2 separate regions of the Danio rerio genome follow, and region 2 is linked to region 1. The links are chromatin contacts, called in public HiCAR-type maps. All regions are on one chromosome and are shown on one strand. The core of a region is the stretch at or near the end of the contact, and the rest is flanking DNA. Distances in the headings are between cores, read along the strand shown.

Region 1 (5,844 bases), core at 1,159-3,658:
TTAAAATCACTTTAGGTTTCAACTGGAAACCCTGGCGAGATTTTAACTCACAGTATACTTACTAAATATTAATGTAAGAACTAATCCAAAACTAAAACATTATTCATATACTGAATATAAATCTATTAAATCTGGCTAATTCAGCAGGTTGGAGCATATAGAGCTGCAAAAATATGGTGTTGCCTTGATTACTGCAGTAAACAAAGCAGCAGGATGTCAAATCTGGTAATTTCATTGATTTCATAAATTACACAGCATCTTGATATACGCAGATTTAATTCAGGCAAACTTTAGCATACAACCTTACACTGCATAATCAAACATGATATAAAATGTAATACCTTGCAAAATAGCATGTAAGACTTTTTAATACTGTTTAAGAGCCTTAAATTTATCTACATTGACTTATCAACTTTTGATGCTTTTTAAGACCCTGTGGACATCCTGATTAATAAGGCAATATTAGTTTGGATTAACTTGAATGTAACTAATCACAGATTGTACAGCTTGAAAAAACAATGATACCTAGTGTTTTGGCTTACATGGCATAACATTAGCTTACACTGAATTTAAGCTTCTATTGGCTTTTCTCCAAGCAGTGGTATGACTATGTGGTGGGAAACTGTAAGCACTGACGTAAACAGGGAAGTCACAATGCTGTTTGATACTCAGTGGAGACTTTTATTTGTTTATCTATATGTTGCAGTGATGATTTGACTTCCCAAGAGAGCTCTGCATCCACAATCCATCCTGCTGTATTATTATTACTTTCTGGCTCATGTCTCTATAGGATTAGGCAGAGCTGAAATCAGAAATATAACTACGAGGAAAGCTCTCCAGAGGTGGACCAGCGAGTGTATAAATTGTAAATATTTAGGTATTTACGTGGACTGGTGTCTGGAGCTACGATGATGATCCCATTTTCAGAGGCCGCCTGCTGGCTTCCAGCTTTAGTGATGAAGTTTTGCTCGGTGCATGTCAAACCTAAAAAACACAGTGTATGATAAAAGTACATTTTAGAATGTTATTGACATTTAGTGCATTACTGAGATTGTTAAAGATGTAAATGATACATGGGTAAAATACATTTGGTGCACATCAAAATTAATGTGTAAAAAGCGCATAAAATGTAAGTGACGTTAATGTTTTAAATAATTAAAATAAAATATGAATTAAATAACTCAGTTGTCATTTGGAACATTACACACATGCAACCTATTGTCACAATAGAATTATAAGGTTCTATCTGACATTTTTGTCAAAACTGAGTTATTGACATATTCTTATTCAATGGCAACTTATTTACATTATGGGATTCTTTATATAAGTTGTTTAGATTTTAAGACTTTTTATTATTTTTTTAAAATGTTACACAAATTGTTTGCTATATGGAATGTAAAAACTTTGAAGCTCAATATTTCAAAATCATTTAGAACGCAGATAGAATTCCAAGGTGATAATATGCTAACAAACAACATGATATAGTGGCAATAATAATATGATTACAGTCAATTAACAGCCATAATTAATTTATTGTGTCATGATCAAACGAATATAATCATAATAAAATAATTAAACAGGCCTAGTAGAGAATAGAATCGTGCTGAAATACCTGACAGCCAGTATAACACTGGACATTTGGAGCTCTCCGCCTTTGGAGGAAGGTAAATGGCGAACTTCATTTTGCATTTTAACTCGGAGCTGTAAATAAAGTTTAAGTTAAGCTCTTTAACGTTAATGTGAATATTTCGACCAGGGCTATTAATGAAAGAGTCTCTCACCTGTCATGCTCGAACACTTTCTGATATCCACCGCTGCACTTATTAGAAGAAACCTGGGTTAAAGCCATTGCACCGTTTACTGTGTTGAGTAAAAGAAATCAATCGTAGTTATGACAGATCATCGCCTTTCTTTCAAATGAATGTGCTCGCTTGTACAAATATTACGCTGCGAGCTGATTTCAGTTCATATAGTGACATATTAATCGTTTTACGTCAAGTTTTAAGTATCTGAACACCATCTGTAGCTTAAATAGAGTCATTAAACAATAATTCACATTTAGCACACAGGGCTCGTGTGGTTTGCGCATGCGCATTGTTTCTGGCGTGCCAAACTCACAGCACTGATAGTAGGATCTGCAGTGAACGACCCGAAGAAGCGCTTCGGGAAGTTTAAACTGACGCCAGAACATAAACTAAAGAAAGCTGCGTTTTATTTTGGCGGCATGCAACTTTCCTCTGCATGCAGGTTGATGTCCTGGATGTTATTTTGTAGCACTTACCGCTGCAGCTGAGGATTCCGAGTTCAGTGTGACGCCAGATTGAACGTAAGACGCAAAGCCACGCCCCTTGTGCTTTTTCCTGCCTGGTGTGTGCTTCAACGTGTTGGCCAAACAGCGGCGCTCGAGAGGTATGGTTCTCTTTCATTTTTAACTGCCCAAGAAATAAGGTCCAGTATAGCAAGCTGAAAAACAATCTATAAACCCTACAACTTTCCATTTTCGAGCTCTTATTTACAAAAGGGTGAGCTTGACAATCATGGAAAATTAAATCTGCAAAAACAACAAGTAGATAAATATGCACATTCATTTCATTCAGCTTAGTCCCTTTATTATTCTGGGGTCACCAAAGTGGAATGAACGGCCAACTTATCCAGCATATGTTTTTACTGTACGCAGCGGATGCCCTTCCAGCTGCAGACCATCATTGGAATACATCCATTCACACTCTTTCACACATAGCCTACTCAATTCACCATACCACGTCTTTGGACTGTTGGGTAAACCTAAGCACCCGGAGGAAACCCACACAAACTCAGGGAGAACATGCAAACTCAGCACAGAAATGACAACTGACCCAGCCGAGGCTTGAACCAGCGACCTTTTTGCTGTAAGGTGACAGCACTACCTACTGCGCCACAGTCGCCCCTAAATATGCACATAAATAAATTTATAAATAAATCCACAAATTCCTGCATAAATCAATATATAAATAGTGCAGGCAGATTAATATTTAAATAAATTGCATTAATGTAAACTGAAAGTAGATTTTTCCCCCTTTCACACCACACTATTAATTATTTATATATTTATTCATGCCGGAATTTGTAGATTTATACATTAATTAATTTATTTATTTATTTGCATATTTATTTTCTTTATTTTTTATTTATGCAGGAATTTGTGTATTTATTTATTCATTTATTTGCATATTTATTTTTTATTGCTTTTGCAGGTTTCGTCCTCCATAGACAATAGGCAGTTTTAATTAAATTTCAAACATACTTGTACTGATGAAATATAGGCCTTCAAGGTGCACACACAACATAAACACATTCTGACTGTAGCTGCTTTTTAAATACGATGACGATAGCTTACATGTGCTTCTCACGTCATCATACATTCTTCACTATAAAGGCTAGTATTTATTTATTTATTTGAATGTTTATTTTAAATTAATATGTCAGCTGAGTAGGATGTCTGAATGCACACAATTCAGCTGGATGAACAATGTCCAGTTGGCTTGTGCTGTGGTTTTCAGGTGTGCAATCAATTAGTGGAAACTTTTTTAACCCAGAAGTTCATGCAACATGAGAGACAGACAGTCATATCTGAAAATTTCAACAAAAAAAGGTCAAGGAAAGTAAGCCATGGACCATTTTAAGAAAAGTAAGCTGTGGACCATTCTATAACAGAATGTAGAATAGCCTATGTAAATGTTCCTTGGTGTACACACTGTAGGACTAAAAGTTTTAATGACTGATTAAACTTGACTTTGGGGTGTCACGGTGGCGCAGTGGGTAGCACGATTGCCTCACAGCAAGAAGGTCACTGGTTCAAGCCCTGGCAGGGTCAGTTAGCGTTTTCTGTGTGGAGTCTGCATGTTCTCCCTGTGGGTTTTTTCCCTTTGCTCCGGTTTTACCCACAAGTCTAAAGACATGGTACGGGTAAATTGAATAAACTAGTGTCTGTAGTGTATGTGTGTAAATGTAAATGCAAAAATTTCAGTTGCAGCTGAAAGAGCAACCGCTATGATAAGTTGGTGGTTCATTCTGCTGTGGCGACCCCTGATTAATAAAGGGACTAAGGCGAATGAATAAACATGACTTTGTTAATTTTATGGCACAATGCAAATACAAACTGTTTCAATGAGGTCACCAGCAGAGGCCAAACATTCATTCATTCATTTTCCTTCAGCTTAGTCCCTTTATTCATAAGGAATCGCCACAGCGGAATGAGCCGCCAACTTACCCAGCATGTGTTTTACACAAAGCTGCACCCTAGTACTGGAAAAAACCCATACACTCACATGCACACACATACACTACAGCCAATTTAGTCTATTCAATTGACCTATAGCACATATCTTTGGACTATAAGGGAAAACGGAGCACCAGAAGGAAACCCACGTGAACAAGAGGAAAACATGCAAACTCCACACAGAAATGCCTACTAACCGAGCCAGTGCTCGAACCAGTGACATTCTTGCTGTCAGGCGACAGTGCTAACCACTGAGCCACTGTGTTGCCCCATAGGCCTAACAATCATTCTTTAATATTTACAATGATGTATAGTTAGTTAAAATGAACGCAAACTTAATGTTTGAGTTGTATCTTGGTGTGTTTACTAACAAGTTGATTTTAAAATTGCTTTGGTCACGTGTTTATTTGGACAGCAGAAAGTTCATCTGTAATAAATCAGTGTCCAAACAAAGATGACAAACTGTTGTATCAATTACAATAACATTTCATTTTGTAGCTCTATTAAAATCTTAATTTGTCTTTTATGACACATCTCATTTTTCTCTCATTTTTCGACATATTCATGCTTAAATGCAAGGCCGGTTATTGAACTTTATTCTTTTGGTGTCCTTCACTTCAAAACGATTTCTGTTCCAGTCTCCTTCCTGCCCTCATTTACAAAACACTGCATGATTCAGTGCCCACTTCCACAGCACTGCATGCTAAATGTGATGAGGATGAAATAACAAACTCCATGGAAACATCTCACGTTGAGCATTGCAAACCAATAAGCACGTCCTTTCTAAAAAGTAAATTAACAGTAATGACCACATACGGTGGGAAATATATTAGAGCTACCCGTTGAAGACAAATCAAAGGCTGTCCAGACAATTACCAGAACATGGAACGGAATGCTTACTTTATTTAACCGCAGAAACTCAGTGTCCTGAAGTACAGGAAGAACACATTCACTCTCACTCTCCATCAGCCATCAGTAAAGGCATTTTACCTTCAACTTTTTTTATTGCTTTCCTAGAAATCCCATATTTATTGGTTTTAAATCATGGCAGTGACAGTGTTGTTTTAGTATCATTAAAATAACATACTGTAGTTAGTTTTCTCCTTTAACTTTAGTTATAAAATTATCCTTATGTTTAGTTTTGTTCATTTTCAAATATACAGTTATTGTTAGAATTATTAGCCCCCTAAATTATTACCCCCCTTGTTTATCTTTTAAAATTTTCCCTCAATTTCTGTTTAAAGGAGAGCTGATCTTTTCAACACATTTCTAAACATAATAATTCTAATAACTCACTTCAAATAACTGATTTATCTTATCTTTGCCATGATGACAGTAAATAATATTTGACTAGATATTTTTAAGACGCTTCTAAACAGTTTAATCTGACATTTAAAGGCTTTACTAGGTTAATTAAAGAGCCCATATTATGGGTTTTTGAAAATTCCCCTCCATGTAGTGTGTAACACAGCTCTAAGTGAAGTGAAGTATCCAGCTAAGGCTTAAATCTGTAAGAATATATACAGTATTTAAAATGGTTGATTCATCTATAAAAGAGTAGACTCATAGTGCTTCAAGCGAGTCGC
Region 2 (5,844 bases), core at 1,806-4,305, 150 kb after region 1:
AACATGTCCTTGAATTCTAGGGGGAGATGTCTCTGCTCTGTTGAGAATACTTGCAACAAAGATAAGAAACTCTGCAGCTGGCTCCTCACTTTAGTTAAAAAAAAAAAAAAAAACTGTAACACTCCCTTCAGGCATTTTGTCATAACTTTGCAACTACAGCCCATCAAACCCTGTGAAAAGCACAGATTGTCAGCTGAGCTTATTATAACATTTATGTTGATAGGCCCTCAACATATATTTTACTGGTTATTCTACAAGTAGCTTTTCAGGTTCATTATTCTACTAACCCTGACCTGACAGTCCACTATTCCTCCATTAATTATTAAATGTAGTTGCAAAATTATTTCAAGTAAACAAAATACCTGAATTTGAATGTAACCATTTAAAATGTTTAGCAGCACAAAATTGTAATGAAGTGAGGTATGGCTGCACAAATATATAATTTCAGCACTGATACCGCAATTTCCAAGTCAGCAACTGTCACATCGCAAGGATCTGATTTGTAGTCAGGATTAAAGTTGACCAGACATTACAATAAACAACATAGGAGTAATTTCAATTTTTACAAACCTTCCAGTGAAAGTTTAATATTTGCATGTGTTTTTAAGGCCTGACTATATTAAATTTCAAGCAAACGTTTGCAAATTTGTACTCAAAATTATATAGTGTTGTTGTTATTATTATTATTATTATTATTATAGAGTAATTATTTGCATCTTTTGTTTGTTGTATTTAACTATGCTTGTCATTTTAAAACGATATTTTATGCAGATACACTCCCCTAAACAATCACCCTAATCTTTACAAGCTATTCAAGTCATCTGGCGAAATTGCATTTATGTCGCAGTAAATGAAAATATTGCAATGTCAGTTTTTTCCAATACCCCCTAAAGTGAAATGGTATTTTGCTTTGCACAGTGCTGGAAGAAGAAAATGATACTCACCAGTATATGCTCTGCCTCTTTGAGCTGTTTCTGGAGCTGCTGGATATCACTGTCTCTCTTCTCAACTTCTTTCTCCAGTGATTGCATCTCCTGGTGAACTCTGCCCTGCTCCAACGCCGTCTGCATTAGCTCCTGGAACTCTTTATCTCTCTGTATTAACAGCTCCAGAATCTGCTCACACAACCCACAGCAAGTTTCCAGTTTTAGTAATGAGATTATATAATGTGGGTGCACAATATTATAAAAAAAAACTGACATTGTAATATCTCGTTTTACTGCGATACATATTGCAATGTTGAGTATACTTTAATAGATTTTAAAAAGTTATAAAATAAATTTGTTGTTTTGTATACTTTGGATGTTTTATAGGGCATTGCATATGCATAAATTATAATAAACCAATCACAAGCATTGATAAATACAATGGAGCAAAGATATAAATGAAAAAAAAATGATTTTTGTAAGTCTGCAGTATTCAGGCACAAACTGGATAGTCAAATTGAATCTTCATTGTATTTGCACATAAATCTAATCTTTCCTAAAGTAAAGTAAACATAATTTCTTGTGCCTAAATTTTTTAAAGGGCCTTGAAATGTTAACACAGTCACAGGCCTTAAAAACACATGCAAATTCTAAATTAAATGTTATATTTTTGGTTAAAATTAAAAATGACTCCACAAATCATCTATGTTTTGAACTTCGGCTCCTGTTCAACTATAATAACATTGCAGATCCTGTGATGTGACTATTGTAGATACACACATTGCAATATCGATGATGAAACGATACATTGTGCAGCCCTATAATATAAATTTGTATAAATGCCTCTAATCAGATTGCTTGATTACAAACACATTGCACTATTCGAGTAAATAATTTACTGATTCTCCCTAATTCTTTTTTTAACATGCTTCTGTTCTAAACAGTTTTACAGTGTAGTGTGTACCATATTTGAGGGGAAAAAAATAAGATCCAAAGTGGAAATTCTTAGTTTCTTTTAATGGTTATACTGTACAATAATGTTGTGTTAGTTAATGCACGGACAAACAATGAACAGTACATTTATTACAGTATTTGTTCATGTTAATTGACGAAAATACAGTTCATTGTTAGTTCATATGAACGCAAGTCAGTGCATGAACTAATGTTAATAAACATGAATTTGGATGTAAATAATGCATTAGTAAATGTTAAATTATGATTAATAAATACTGTTTAAGTATTGTTCATGATAAGTTCAGGTTAGTAAATACATTATTAACTAATGAAACCTTATTGTAAAGTGTGACCTTTTTAATGTACAATTAATTTATAGTCATGTGTTTGAATAAAAGATTTTGGGTGTTTTTTGTTCTGCAAACTGATCATGACATTTATTCTGCGTTCACAGTGAAAATGTCGACATTTAAAGCATACAAAGACAATTGGTCAAAATCACTAAAAATCAAAAAGGTCATCAAGATTACATTACTGACTTCAATTATTATTTTCTAACTTATAATCACTTAGGGACTACAAATTCAAGTAATCTAAACAACGCTGTTGATCTCTCTTTATGAATATTGGGAGGACAGAAATCTTTTAGCCTCAATTTTAAATGTCTCAGCTTTCCAAAGATGGATTTGTGAGGCTGAGGGCATAGGGCATGGGATGTGTATGTGTATGTGTGTAAACAGCATTGACTCTCACCAGTGTGTCCTCGCCAGGCGGGGGCAGTTTCTGTGACCTGGACAGCGCCAGCATCTCGATCAGCTCTCTAAAACAACACGACGAAAAACGAGACGCTACAGATAACCAGTACTGTAAAATTACTGTATTACTCGGAGAAGACTTTAGTGTAAAAGATAGAATTACTCTATTTGTTCAATTGTTAACTAACGTTAACTCATCAACTCATACATCACTGGGGAAATACCATGAATGGACATGATCATTCTGCCTTGTAACAGCTAAACACACACACACAAACAACGTCATAGTAATTTTTTGTCTAAATTTTTAGAGCATGTAAGGACAAACCTGGATAAAACTTCTAAATCATCCAGAGTGGATAAAAGCCTTTCTTTCGTAGATTTATCTGCCGCCGCCGCCGCCATGATTGTTTCTCTTTCTGTGCGCATGCGTGGGAAATGAAAAGCGTTAGATGCTTTTGAGTCACACAGCGACGACTGCTGGCAGAAGGACCGCAACGCATAAACACAGTCAATGTTGAGGAACACACACAAAAAAAAAACTCCTGGAACATCTGTTTGTAAGTATGGTGGCTGTGTAACTGTTATTATATTGTTCAGATATAGCCTATGGATGTGCTATTACTGTTACAATCATTTTTTTTGTTTCATGTTTATAGCACCTGCTGATCTATAGACATTGATTTGTTTGATTTAAGAATCATTCATTCATTTCTTTTCCTTTGGCTTAGTCCCTTCATTCATCAGGGGTCATCACCGTGGAATGAACTGCCAACTTATCCAGCATATGTTTTACACAGCAAATGCCCTTTCAGCACATACACTTCAGTATATTCAATTCTCCTATAGTGCATGTCTTTGGACTGTGGGGGAAAACCGGAGCACCCGGAGTAAACCCACAAGGACACGAGAAGAACATGCAACCCCCACACAGAAATGCCAACTGGCCCAGCCAAGACTGGAACCTGCGACCTTCTTGCTGTAGGTGACAGCACTACCCACTGAGAGACAGCATCGCCGATTCAAAAATCATTATATATTTTTAAAAAGACTGTTTTATGTCTACAATCTTTTAATTTAGTACTTTATTTTTTTTTACGAGTGAGTCCAAGAAGTTGACAGCAAACTATTTATTAGCCTATTCATTAACACATTTCCAGCTTAAGACTGGTCACTTAAAAAAATAGGCACATTATTGGAGAAAAAAGTGTCCAAATTTAAAATAGTGGATGATGAACTACAGCCTAGTGAACGCTGCGCTAAAAATATTCTGTACTAAAATAAATCAGAGGAATAAACTTAAAAAAAGAGCCTTTAGTGAGATTTTGTTTTGGGGTAGACTTGTATGTTTCCGTTATAAGCCTTGAATTTAGTTTCCTAATCATTTAATTTGACCTCAAAACATAAGTGTGGCTATTTTCTCAATTTGCTCTAAACACAAAATGTCACATTTTCAGTCAGAAACATAAAAGTTAATATTAGTGTTATTAACTCTAAGCCATGCCAACCTGATAAAAATGTGTCTGGTTTTATCTAATGAACAGTGGTGTAAAGTAACAAATTATAAATACTCCAATTACTGTAATTGAGTAGTTTTTTCAGCAATTGTAAATTACTAGGGTGATGCAGTGGTGCAGTAGGTAGTGCTGTCACCTCACACCAAGACGGTTGTTGGTTCAAACCTCAGCTGGGTCAGTTGGCATTTCTGTGTTGAGTCTGCATGTTCTCCCTGCGTTTGTGTGGGTTTCCTACAGGTGCTCCGGTTTCCCCCACAGTCCAAAGACAGGTGAATTTGGTAGGCTAAATTGTCCGTAGTTAATGAGTGTGTGAATGTTTCCCAGAGGTAGGTTGGGGCTGGAAGGGCATTCACTGTGTAAAAACGTGCTGGATAAATATTACGTTTTCACATTCATTAATCCGTTTTCTTTTTGGCTTAGGTTTTTATCTGGGATCGCCACAGCGGAATGAACCGGCAACTTATCCAGCAAATGTCTTACGCAGCAGTTGCCCTTATAGCTGCAACCCATCACTGGGAAACATCCATACACACTCATTCACACACATACACTACAGCCAATTTACCTTACCCAATTCACCTATACCATGTCTTTGGACTTGTGGGGGAAACTAAAGCACCCGGAGGAAACCCACACAAACACGGGGAGAACATGCAAACTCCACACAGAAACACCAACTTACCCAGCCAGGGCTCAAACCAGCCACCTTCTTACATCTCTGAAATATGCAGTCTCAGCTTGCAAATCCACGTCTGCATCCAGATACCATTGAACGCATCAGACTTTCACAGTCACTACTCCTGAGTACTTTTAAAAAAGCAACTTTTTACTCATACTTTGAGTAATATTTACAACAGATACTTTTAGTCGACTTGCACAACATTTTTGGGCAAATATGGTACTTTTACTTAAGTATGATTTTTTTAGTAGCTACAGTTACAGACAACATCATAACTACAATTGTTGAATGATTCAATCAGAATTTAATATGTATCGTTTATTCCAAAGCTTGTTTAATCTCGAGTGTATTTAAAAAAAATTCCTCAACTTGTTTTTTACAAGTGTTTTCAAATTAATCCTTAAGACCCCTGGAATTGTGAGTCTTCTTGTAAGCGTTAGACCCTTAAATGATGGCTTTATAAGACATCTTATTTGAGTTAATTTCCATATCTATAGTAACTAAACTTACTCCTACTATTTAAAGTAATTTTAAGTTGGAAAGTGCATACAGTATGTTAGAAGTGCTCGTCTAAATACTGTAGGGGTGCAGGTGTTGTGGTTTTGGTTGTCACTAGAGGCAGCGCGAGCAGATCTGTCATGTGCGTCACGCACACACACAAACATTGCTGCTGATCAGGAAACTGAACACTTTCATTTTGCGAACTCTCTGCTCTCTGTCGCACTTCTCACGGAAAAAAAACAACTTACTTTTCAGAATGGTAAAAGTTTCTTTTAACAAGGCTTTCGCCCTAAAGGATCCAAAAAAGGAAACTCTCATTAACGAAGAACAGGTAATGTAGTTACGTAGTTATTAACAAATCTTGCTGCATATTGACAGTACTTCTGTTTCGTAACCGCGTTTGAGGAATATTATTTATACAATGTATATTTTAGTTCGGTTATAAATTTACTTATTACCTTTAGCGAAGTAGATCTCTCAAATACAGAAGTGTTTTTCTTTGTTCATGTTTG

What was found. HiCAR-type assays count read pairs that join an accessible place to other places.
Region 2: a contact with region 1 is called in a HiCAR-type map of caudal fin, with 7 times the contacts expected there. The contact joins the promoter of med4 here to the promoter of esd in region 1. A contact is called at or near these places in 4 of 18 Hi-C or Micro-C datasets (caudal fin, embryo, hematopoietic stem cells and 1 more) and 1 of 4 datasets of contacts at active chromatin or transcription factors (caudal fin).

Annotation. Positions count from the first base shown.
Region 1 is chr9:26,804,328-26,810,171 of GRCz12tu, forward strand. esd (esterase D/formylglutathione hydrolase) reads right to left here and starts at 2,409. Exons shown (of 9, transcript NM_001017796.2): 1 at 2,282-2,409; 2 at 1,782-1,860; 3 at 1,613-1,701; 4 at 886-984. The coding sequence starts at 1,849.
Region 2 is chr9:26,950,428-26,956,271 of GRCz12tu, forward strand. med4 (mediator complex subunit 4) reads right to left here and starts at 3,056. Exons shown (of 7, transcript NM_001017883.1): 1 at 2,964-3,056; 2 at 2,634-2,700; 3 at 945-1,115. The coding sequence starts at 3,040. itm2bb (integral membrane protein 2Bb) reads left to right here and starts at 5,512. Exons shown (of 6, transcript NM_212976.1): 1 at 5,512-5,663. The coding sequence starts at 5,589.